Linked DNA regions of Drosophila melanogaster: regions 2 and 3 are each linked to region 1. A link is a contact called in public Hi-C and targeted proximity ligation data. All regions are on one chromosome and are shown on one strand. The core of a region is the stretch at or near the end of the contact, and the rest is flanking DNA. Distances in the headings are between cores, read along the strand shown. Region 1 holds the start of Cyp12e1 (Cytochrome P450 12e1). Region 2 holds the start of hth (homothorax). Region 3 overlaps hth (homothorax).

The links. Hi-C and Micro-C count contacts between places; a contact is called where the count stands out from the background.
Region 2: a Hi-C map of the Kc167 cell line shows a contact between it and region 1, with 2.4 times the contacts expected there. A contact is called at or near these places in 23 of 107 Hi-C or Micro-C datasets (the Clone 8 cell line, the Kc167 cell line, the PNm cell line and 8 more) and 1 of 7 datasets of targeted methods (the Kc167 cell line).
Region 3: a targeted proximity ligation map of the Kc167 cell line shows a contact between it and region 1, with 4 times the contacts expected there. A contact is called at or near these places in 6 of 107 Hi-C or Micro-C datasets (the Clone 8 cell line, the Kc167 cell line, the Ras3 cell line and 3 more) and 1 of 7 datasets of targeted methods (the Kc167 cell line).

The regions. Positions count from the first base shown.
Region 1 is chr3R:10,432,591-10,436,400 of dm6, forward strand. Cyp12e1 (Cytochrome P450 12e1) reads left to right here and starts at 2,199. Exons shown (of 6, transcript NM_141746.4): 1 at 2,199-2,287; 2 at 2,345-2,435; 3 at 2,510-2,753; 4 at 2,802-2,918; 5 at 2,977-3,427; 6 at 3,486-3,810. The coding sequence starts at 2,210.
Region 2 is chr3R:10,612,588-10,616,397 of dm6, forward strand. hth (homothorax) reads right to left here and starts at 1,689. Exons shown (of 14, transcript NM_057228.5): 1 at 398-1,689. The coding sequence starts at 412.
Region 3 is chr3R:10,565,440-10,569,249 of dm6, forward strand. The region is part of intron 6 of hth (homothorax); the gene reads right to left. Among named protein-coding and RNA genes, the nearest start is that of hth, 47 kb to the right of the region's middle.

The DNA of each region.
Region 1 (3,810 bases), core at 949-3,448:
GAGTGCAGGTTATGGCCTTCTATAACTCAGAACTGGGGAAACTCCAGGACCCGGAACCCAGAATTCAGTGCTCCGAACTCGCATGATGCCGCCTCGTTCTGGCCAACGTCTGCGTCCACTTTCGTTGGCTGCTGCTGCTGCTGATGTATTCCATACAAATTGCAGGTTTTAGTGTTTTTATTTTTACCCTCCAGCGCAGGGGTGAAATCCGGAATCCTGCTGACTACGTTCGGGGTGAAGCGGGTGGAGTGGGTGGAATGGGTGGCCCGAGTGGCTGCGTGGGCGAATGGGCAGGCGCATCATCCATCAATGGCATTTGCGGCAAGGACAGCGGCGAGTGCTCTCGGTGAGTGCTTCTGACGTTTTTGTGTCGCAGACACAACAACACTAATATTGGGGGCGAGTGGGGGAGGTCCCAGGATCTGGCTAGCATCCCCCTTCTTTTTTTTCCAAGCTCATGCGGCGAAATTTGTTCAGTTTTCGCTGCAAAGAAAAATCAAAATCTCTGCACTGAGGGGAAAATAACGATCACATATAATTCGATATAAAGTTGCTTAGTTTTTTGCCATTTCTGATATTCTTTTTAATATTATGTAATTGTTTTCATAAATGTATTTATGGCACCCAAAAAACTGTATTGTTTTAGCAACTCTTTCTGCGTTCTATTCTCTTCCTATTATCCTTTTTCTTTATTCTGTGCAAGGTCCTACCCTTTTGCCCTATGCTCTGCTATTTGTAAAATAATAACATAAAATATGGCTGGCCTTGAACAATTTACTTTTATTTTATTATTATTGCCCAGCCTCCGTTGAAACTCCGCTTCAACATGTGAATCGTTCTTTCCTCTCTTTCCTTTTGTAAATGTGGGTGTATGTGTGTTTTCGTGTGGGTGAGATGTCTGCATTGTTGTTGCGCCCCGCTTTTAGCTTCATTAAATTTATGTTGCAACCCACCCGCCGACCCCGCTTACTCCAAATATCCTGGGCCTAGTTGCACGTGCCGCGTGGCCGTAAAACAGATCGTAAAAGTTTATTACTTGCGGCTTTTGTTTGTTACTCTGTATGTGTGTGCTGCTTTCTCTTTTCCCTACGACTATGTGTGTGTGTGTGTGTGTGGTGCGCTCTCGCCTTTTCGATGTGTTTGTGTGAACCGCCGTCGCTGTCAGCTGTCAAATTGAATTTGTTTATATTGCCAACAGCTCGCCGCTCCAACAGGTTTCATTTTCACTCCCGTCCCGGAAATCATTGCGTCATGCTGATATTTTGTATTTTAACACCCCTCCGTCGCCCTCTGACTGCCACGCCCCCTTTTTTCCGGCCACGTCATCCTCAGGCTTTGTGTTTAGGCTGCAAAAGTCGATTTTTGTTGGTTTAGGTCAGTTTAGTTAGCTGGCTTTGACAGCTCAAAGTCGAGGTCAACTTTTGTATGCCCATCATCAGCTGTCTCTGTGTGAGTGTGAGTGTGAGCGAGCGTGTGTGTGCGTGCTCGAGTGTCCCTGTGTGTGTGACTGGGTTTCAGTCGGTGGGTGTGTATGTCCTTACACAGGATATATTTATGGGCCCGCTTGTCGAGACGCTTACACTCGCTGCGACGCGTCCTTGTCAGTTGCCAAAAACATAAAAAATCGATTTTATTATAGCCGTCAGTCTGGCCCGTCTATATAGATTTTCTGTCACCGCTGATATTGCCTTTGTCTGGGTATCGTTGTCCCTGTGTGGGTGTGTGTTGGTGACAGGCTTAAATTTCCGGCGGCTCTGCTAAGGTTTTTAAAGATCTAACAGGGTCAACGTTGCGTATGCGTTATGTGTAAGTTAGCTAGGGAAATTATAAGCTTAACATGAATTTAGATACCTTAACAGATAGTGAACGCTATGTGGCGACTATTAGAGTTTGAATGTATCATACACTTATGCTAAACATTGGATTTATTTGTAGAATGAGTACACAGAAATAACAGACGAAAGACAAAATATAGAATTAAGATAGGCATTCCAATTATGACATCACAAAAGCTTATTTCCAAGTTTTGCAATCTTTCCAACGAAATCGAGACCAAAACAAATTGCTGAAAAAAACATAAACAAAATTAATCAAATATTCACCCGCTGAGAAAAAGAGCGAACTGGAAAGCTTTGCAAAGCTCACTAAATGTGAATTAATTCAAAAAGTTTACTAATCGAAAGTTGAAAGAATCTTTTTAGTCTGCAAAATGTTGTCAACGCAGTGGAACGCAAATAAACAGATCTCTAGGCAGATCTACCAGCTATGCAGGGGTCTGGCCCAAAAGGTAAGGAAAATATATTTTAAATATATATTTATATGTGTATGTAGCATAAATCAATAGGCCACAGCAGTGAACTTGGAAGAGGCCAAACCTTATGCTGATATTCCGGGACCCAGTAAATTGCAATTGATCAGAGCTTTTCTGCCGGGCGGTAAGTGAAGGAAAAGCTTTCCAGTATTCTCTCATTCGAGAATTGTTGATCTTTTGTTGAAATCCTCTCTTAAGGTCTCTATAAGAATTTGCCGGTCCACGAAATGTTTCTCGATATGAACCGACAATATGGAAGTATCTTTCGGATGCCCAGTGTGGCAGGAACCGATTTGGTGCTAACGATGAATCCTCAGGACTACGAAGTAATCTTTCGAAACGAGGGTCAGTATCCTTATAGAAGGAGTTTTGAGGTAATGGACTACTTTAAAAGGGTTCACCGGCGGGAAGTATTCGATGGCTATGATGGGTTGACTTCGGGGTAAGTAAACTAGATTTGAGGAGTAATATGACATTTATAAACTTTTAGAAATGGACCTGCTTGGGGCAAAATGCGCACTGCTGTCAATCCCATTTTGTTGCAACCACGTAACGCCAAGCTTTATATGACGAATTTGGTACAAGTAAGCGATGAGTTTCTGGAGCGGTAAGCAATGTTAGAATTTTCACTAAAATCTAAAAGAACTTCTTTAATTAAATTTAAGCATTCGCATTATTCGAGATCCTGTTACGCAAGAGATGCCAGATGACTTTGCCGTGGACATTCGGCATTTGGTGATCGAATCGATTTGCTCTGTTGCCCTGAACACACATCTTGGCTTATTGGGAGAACAGCGGAATAACAAGGATATTCAAAAGCTCGTCTTGGCTCTGCAAGATGTAGTTGAGCTGGGCTTTCAGCTGGACATTATGCCCGCATTTTGGAAATATTTGCCAATGCCTAATTTCAAGAAGCTCATGCGTTCATTGGATACAATTACGGACTTTTGCTATTTCCACATTGGGAACGCTTTAAAACGGATCGAGGAGGACGCCAAGGCTGGAACACTGAATGAGATTGGTTTGGAAACTAGCCTGCTGGAGAAGCTGGCCCGCTTCGATCGCCAAACAGCAGTGATTATAGCCATGGATTTGCTATTTGCAGGAGCGGATCCTGTAAGTTTACAATTGAATCACTTCAAAATTATTAAAGTTCATTCTATTTCATTGGCAGACTCTTGTAACCCTAGGAGGAATCTTATTCAGCCTGTCCAAGAGTCCTGACAAGCAGGCTCGACTTCTGGAGGAGATCAGGGGAATATTACCCAACAAGGACTCATCGCTGACCATAGAAAATATGAGAAATCTGCCCTATCTAAGGGCCTGCATCAAGGAGGGCATTCGCATGTATCCCATTGGCCCGGGAACCCTTCGCCGAATGCCCCACGATGTGGTGCTCAGTGGATATAGAGTTGTGGCCGGAACGGATGTTGGCATTGCGGCCAACTACCAGATGGCCAATATGGAGCAGTTTGTGCCCAAGGTTCGAGAATTTATCC
Region 2 (3,810 bases), core at 439-2,938, 180 kb after region 1:
GATAGGGCTCTAATAAACAAGAACTATTCCCCATTGAATTGATTGTAATGGGTTAAATTGGAGAAGCTTGGAGGCCATGTATAAGAAATATTTATATAGATCTACTTCATGAAGTTGGATTAACTAATATCTGAAGATTTTTAAAACTTTTTGCGTATTCTGGTTATAGATTGATTTGGTTACACTGGTAACATATCCATGATATGAAAACTGTTACAATATCATCATAAACTACAACCTGTAAGTGCCGTCGGCACCACTTGACTTGATTACAAATTGACTGAACCCCATTTGTTTTTTAGCCGTCGGAACTTGTTTAAGGATAACAACACTCTCGGGGGACCATTCTATATGGATTCTATATATTTAGAAAGTGAACTTTGGTGGATCTACTTACCCTGGGCTGAGCCATTAATGCTCTGGGAGCGACGTCTAACCCGATTTGTGCCACTTTTTACAGTAGGAACAACAAATGGGGGCGCAACACACTGACCGACGTCCCGCTCCGCCGCTGCAACTGCTTCGGTTTTAGGGAAGCTCTACTGTAGCTGCCCGTGTGGAGTCCTTAGATTTACTCTTGGCTTTTCCAGTTCTTCAGTTTTGGATGTTATTTTCTTGGATTTTTATATATGTTTTGCACTTTTTTCATGTATTGGGAAGCCTTTGCTTTTTGAACGCTTTGCTTCTTGATTTTGCTTTCTTTTTTTTTAACACAGGCACATTTGTTTAGATTTTATGTATTATTATTACGTTTGTATACTTGTTGTATTGTTGATGTTGTCGTTTTTGTTACGCGCGCGTTTGTTGTTTGTTTTCTAGAGCGGGAGATCTGGTTTTGAATGTTTTTTTTACTTGTGTGTTTGTTATAATAATTATTTACATAGCATTTGTTTGGTTTATAAAAATCGTATACAATTTGTTGTTGGTTGCCGTTGCAGTTGTTGTTGTTGATGTTCTTGGTATACTCGTGTATTGTAGTAGTTGCTGCAACATCATTTGTTACTGGGTTGCATTTGTTGTTGTCATAAATCCATGGCGTTTTTTCCCTTTTCCTCTCTCTCTCGTTTTGCGAGTTTCCTTGCCTTTTCCTTGGTTATTTTTATAGTAGTAGTTGTGGTTGCTTTTAATTTTTATTTGTTTGTCGTATACTCTTTTTGCTTTTTTCGTATAATATGCGCACTATTTATCACAGCTGCTTCTACATACTACGTTACTAGAGATGAACAAATTATATTGTTAATATATAATGCAATATATTCTGTTGTGTTTTTGCGACGGCAATTTGCGTGTTTCTTTGTTTTTGCGGGGGGATCGGCGGGATCCCCTCGTTGAAAGAAATTCCCTCCGCGGCCCTCAAATAACAGTATTTATTTTGGCCTTCAATTGTGAAAAGGAGAACTTTTCGATTGTGATTGAAAAACACACTAAAAAACGTGATTGTTTTGTTCGCGCGATGGAAAAACGCGCGCGATTTCCAAAGTGTTTCTTGTGTTGTTTATTTGTTGATTGATGGCAAAACGCGTGGTTAACGGGCAATAATAATAATCATAATAATAATAAACTTCACCGACGGCAACACTTTTTCGCTTTTCTTCTCTTTTTTATTCGAACGCAACGCAACACAGACACACGTCGTACGCGCTTCGCAGTCAAAAATACACTGTGCGGATGAAAGATATTTCATCGAAAAACCAACCCGCCAGATACGTTTGAATTTACGCTACAGTCGGACGTGTTTCCACTCCTAACATCGCTGTTAACTAACAGCGAAGAGAGCGCTGAGCGACAAACAACAGCAAAGTCAACGGGTGCAAGCGGTGCGGCATGATTGTCAATCATGCAGCTGCCCCGCTCTGTTCAGATGCAACAATTGTGCCATTAACTCGCTCTTGGCCATAACTCAGCGAGTGCAAGCGAGAGGAATATATGGTTTATGCGAACGCTCCGGCGAATTGCCTGCGCAGGCGCGCTCGCATCCTGGGCGACGATGACTGATTTGTTGGTACGCCTCTTCTGTCATACACACACTTGTCATTCACATGCATATACAGTACCGTACAGCGGTGTTCTATCTCTTTCTCTTTCTCAGTTTTCGCCTCTTTTTGCGCAATGTTCGCCGCGTTTGAAATTTATTTGGCTTTGGCCAAAAGGAGACGGCTTATGGGTTTTTCGCCCCTCTGCCGGCGTCGGCGTCGAAAATCAGCAAAAACCAATCCCATTTGTTATTTTCGCTTGAGTGAGTGGCAGTTGGCAGCTTGGCTCTTTTTCGCCGCACCTTTACAGGTTGAAAGGCAGCGAGAAAGCTTCAGTTGTCCATCAGCTTCAGCTTTCGCTCACTTTTCGCTCTCTTTTGGCGCCCCCACACACACTCGCACACACACACTTTTGCCCGAATAGGCAACGCCTTCGAAGAAAAGCGGCAAAAAAGAGAAGAAACTTGAAGGAGAAGAAGAAGAAACGTGGACGACAAAAACAAACTTTTCGCTGCAGTTCCTTTATTGCGTCCTTTTGGCTTGTAACGGTGATCTGGCCACTTTGGAAGGATATGCGATCCTGACAACAACAAACAGCTGTTCGAGTTTCTCCTCTCTCTCTCTTTCTTACTTCTTGGGGAACAACAACAAATGGAACGGCGATAAATTGTCAAAAACATTCGCTGAAAATTGCATATTTTGCAGGTCATTCTGCGCTCCTGTTTGGCGAATCTACTCTCATTTGGTTTTTTATATACCCTGTACAAATGGTGTTACATCTCAAACCAAAAATAAAAAATTGAGGAAACGGGCTTTTGCATTATTTGAACAAGTTTTTTGATGACAAGTATGTTTGGGCAATTTTCAGTCAATTGTGATATCTTCGGCGTGATTGTACAAATTTTTTTTTACATTTTAAACTAAAATAAATTAGTCCAATTTGTTTTACCAATAACTACAGGGTAACAAGGTATGCCAATCTTCGTATTCAGTCCGAAATCCTGTCTATTGTTGCTGTTATTGTTACTGTCGTGTCGTCGTCCTCGTGGCAGTTTAAAAAGCAGTTAACACATATTCCCAGGCCATTTTTCACCAGCGTATTTTTGGCTTGGCGCTGCAGTTGCCATTACGCCGAAAGAGACGGGGATACTGGCGAGCGAGAGAGACGGGGCGATTTGGCCGGCGTTTTTAGGAAAATGAAAAATAGCCTTGTTTGTTTTCCGACGCTCGCCAAAAGGATTTCCCGTGTCTGTTTTCGCTGGTCAAAAAGATGATGTTGCACTTAATCTGGTTGCCATTTCATCCCGAAATCCCAAACCCCCAAAATCTTGGGAACTATGTATGATATAGGTGCTCTGTTTCTGCGTCTTGTCAACACTTTGACAAATTTATGAGACTTTGATTGATTTGCGGTTGCTTTTTCCCTTTTTTCGTTTCGGGACTCGCTTTCTTTTGGCTTTTTCAGACGTCCAACTTTTGTGCGTCTGCTCGGGCCAAAAGCCAAGTAATTTATGTGAAACAAAAATCACATAAAATCGAATCAATTAAGTGCAATAAATTAGTGAAACGCTTAAGTGTGGGAACTTTTCAGACTTATCGGTGACCAAGTTAAATTCGAATAGATCGATCGACGCGGTAGCAAAGTTCAAGGATCCCAACGAAATGTTAGACAAATGAAGTTTATTTGTTTAAGAAAACTCGAGGTTTTCTGAGAAGCGCTAATTGAGGAATAGAATATACTTAGTTCGTAGAATAATACTGAGTGAAAAAATGTTTTCAGATGAAATTTAATAAGAACAGATAACTTAAATTTCGAAGAATGCAAATAAAGCGGACA
Region 3 (3,810 bases), core at 907-3,406, 130 kb after region 1:
CGGATGAGCATATCCTTAGAGCAAATAATTAAATCCTTTTTACACGGCCGCTGCGAATGAAAGTTTTTCCGTGCGGTTTCTGGTTTCGCAGGATTTTCGGGGAGATGGGAAGTGCTCGATGTGGAAAAGTGAGTGGCAGCGAGTGGAAGTTGAGCCCAAACCCCAAGCCCAGTCGCAGTCCCAATCCTCGGAACAATCCCTCCTGGCTGTTTGTTTTGATGGATTTGCCGTTGTTGTTCTGGGGCAACAAAAGCTTTTGTTTGTCTGTTTGTGTCATGTTTGTTGTTTTGGTTTAGGTTTTGGTTTTAGCCACAAGGCCCTCCAGCCCGGAATTCTCTCGGTCTGAAGAGTCTTTGGCGTTGGGTTTCTGTTAGCAGGCTGCTTAATTAACGGTATATAACCACCCCAACCCTTTGCCTAAGTGTGTGTGAGCGAGTGTGTGCCACTTGAGCAGCAGCTGCTCCACCCTTTTCCACTTTTCCCCCCGTTATCACCGCCCCTTTTCGCCGGTTTTTCCCTGTTTTCAGGCCACCCACCCACTACTCCCCTTTTGCGCTGTTGCCACCTTTTGTGTATTTAATTGCGCGCATGGCATTTAATTGTTTTTCAAATTTGCTCAAGCTGTAAAATGTGTGTTCATGTGTGTGAGCCATTTTGTTTGGGGGGTTGAATTTTTAATTAAAGCCAGTGGAGGTGCAAAACTCCTTGGAACAGCCCGAACAATTCAATATGGCTGACTGAAATCGTTCGCCCCCTTTGGCAGCCATCACTTTTGGCAGGCAAATTGCTTTACTAAGAATTTTCCACAAATGAATGAATGGATGTGCGAGTGTGAGTGTGTGTGCGGGGTATAATTTCAATCAAATGGCAAGTTAATTACACACAATTATTGTGTACACTCAGACAGACAAAAGGCTTAAAGTTTGTTCAAGTTTGCTTTAAGTTTATTGAAATTAAAGGCGCTAAGCTCTCGGGAAAAGTGTTCACCTCACCATCACATTTATTTATTTCTTTATTCACACAATAATTCCATATTAATCAGCGTCTAAGTCATCGGCTATCAGTATTTTAATTAAACACCAATAATTACGCACATTTCAGGCCGACTGCTATCATATCTTCAGAATTCGAACATACATCCACAGGCAATGACAAATTAATTTTCCAGTTAAATTCCAGCTCGAGTGGCAACATTTTAATTTCATGTCGAAACACTTGACATAATTAAACTAAACCGGAGAACAGCAAGTCGACTATTTTAGATCCAAGCACGGCAAATTACTCATACGCCGTGTTGCAGCTCCCTTGTGACCATTATCTAACCAAGAATCTTGACTTCCCATGCTGTCCGCTATCAGCAGCCAACGAAAGCCAAACCCAAACCCGAACCCAAAATAACAATAAAACATGAGCGAGAATGGAGAATGGAGAATGAATGCCTAAAGTACAGGTCTGTGATTAAATATTTATAGGCTGATAACAGCCAAATTGAAGCACTGGCTGCCGTAGCTCAAAAAAAAAAAAAAAGAAATTTGGAAATCTTGTGCAAACAATGAAATTAGTATTTTGATAATAAAAATTCAGAAGCTACCTGAAAAAACTACTCGGCTTCCCGAAGAAGTCAGGAATATAAGTAAGGTAAAATAATAAATAGATAAGGCAGCGGTGGCGCGCAATTGTGACTCTATCAAACTTATCATTTGTTTGCCTTTGCTATTATGTTACACAAACAGTGGAAACGTTGAGACTGCAGGCCCGAAAAAAAGGTACAAAAACACTATAAATAAATAGGAAAATACATAGAGGTATCCATCCATCCCAAGGAGGAAAGGCTCGGCGGAAATGGAGCAAATGGAGCTGCACGCGATTTTACATTTCGCACAGATCGGATTTATCTGCTCCACAAATCTCGCAGCTATCAATTTGAACTTTTCGCTCACACAGCCCCAGATTAACCAGTCGGAGAAAAAGAAAAAAATGGGAAAAAATGTCGGAGAGATGGGGTCTCCAGAACTTTGGACTCTAGTTTTCCTTATTTTTTCCTCTTTTAATTTGCACCTGAGTGCATTTCTCGCTGCGGCTGCCATGCAAATAAGATAATTATTCAAATGGCATGTTTCACACAATTCCAACACAAATTCCTGGGGATGCAAACGGGAGGGAGGGAAATCACGAAAGCCAATGGAATCATTTTCTTGCCGGCAAAAGATATCAAGATAGCGACATGCAAATGCTGCAATGATCGCGAGAAATAGATTTGCATAAGAGGCTTGCAGACTGGCTTGCATGTGAGAACATTAATCGTGTAATTAATTTAATGCATGTGTATGCAAAGTAATTTCATGTAAACTGTCACGCCCCCTCTCCCCTTTGCCCATTCTGTTTTTCCCCATTTTTACCCGACTCCCCACCTTTTTTTTTTTTTTTTTTTTTTTGTAGCGTGCTAAAAAGTCTCCCGGGACAAACGAAAATCCAGCGGAAAGACAACGACATCGGTCCCCAAACCAATACCCAAAACCCAAAAGCCAAGACCCCAGACAGTGTCAAATAGATTCCGCTGGCCGATAGAGACGACAACCTGGCCCAGAGATTAGCCAAGACATCGGACCGGGCCAGCAGGATCCCGATTCCGATTCGCAGTACGATTCCGATCCCAAATCGGACACTTCGTGGACGTTTCCCTGTCAGCAGACTAACGCAAATCCCAGCTACAACGACGCTCGCATTCGAGAGACCCAAACATTTTCATTTCGCAAGCGGGGAGATTTCATAGATTGCATTTTGCAAGTGCCCCAAGGTGTTGGCCAACTTATCGCCTCGCCGGCTTGTTCCTTTTGGCCCGGCCGATAAGCTGACAGCTGAAATTAGCCCGACTAGAGGAAACATGCCCAGAGACGAGGCATTACAAGGATTTGTCGCTGTCTGGCGAGTCATGCCTCAAAAAAATGCCATTGCCAGTGGTTGTGGTGCTGGTGGAATGGGCGGGGTTGTATGGTACGGTATGTCATGCCCTCTGGAAGCCCAAAAGTGTCGAGTCACCTCGACGGGCAGCATAATACGAAATTCATACAGTATTATTGATATGAACACACTGATAAATGGCCCAGAGTGACTCAAATGTAGATCAAAGATTCGCGCGAGCTACGCATTCCAAATAAACTCCCCAGTTCCCTGTTAGCCCCTTTCAAATAGGAGAGTGTTACACTGAGAAAAGCGAAAATATTCTTTAAGTTGAGAGATAATACGCAAGGTAAAATTATGGTGCATATTCAATATATCTATGAATAAAACTGTTTAATCAAACAGAATGATAGGTTTGTTGACAATCAATAATCATATAACTTTTTTATTGATTTGGCTTATTGATCAATTTAATACACCAATTTCCCTCAGTGCCATGAAATTTCTCATCTGAATGCGATCTGAACACTCTTGTTTTGAATTTTAGCCCAGTCATCTTTGCCGCGAACTTCAGCACGGCGCTTTTGAGTTCTGTGTATTATTTCATTCTTCTTTTTTTCCCCTTTTTAGAGACAGTCTTTTGAATAGAGGGGCGGTCGAGTCTTTAAAAGCCTGGCCTGGCCAAAAGTGTCGCATCATGGCCAGTGCGAGCAGCAGACTGGAAGACGACGTCGCCATGGCCATGACGAGGCACAAGTTCCGCCCCTCGACTCCCAGAGCCAACATTACCATTCCCAGTCCCACTCCCATATTTCCCCCGAAAAGCCACTGCCTGTGCCTCTCCAGAAATAAGTAAGAGTACTTAAGGTTGAATCATGCCGGCCACTGCCAAATCAATTAGACCTGGTC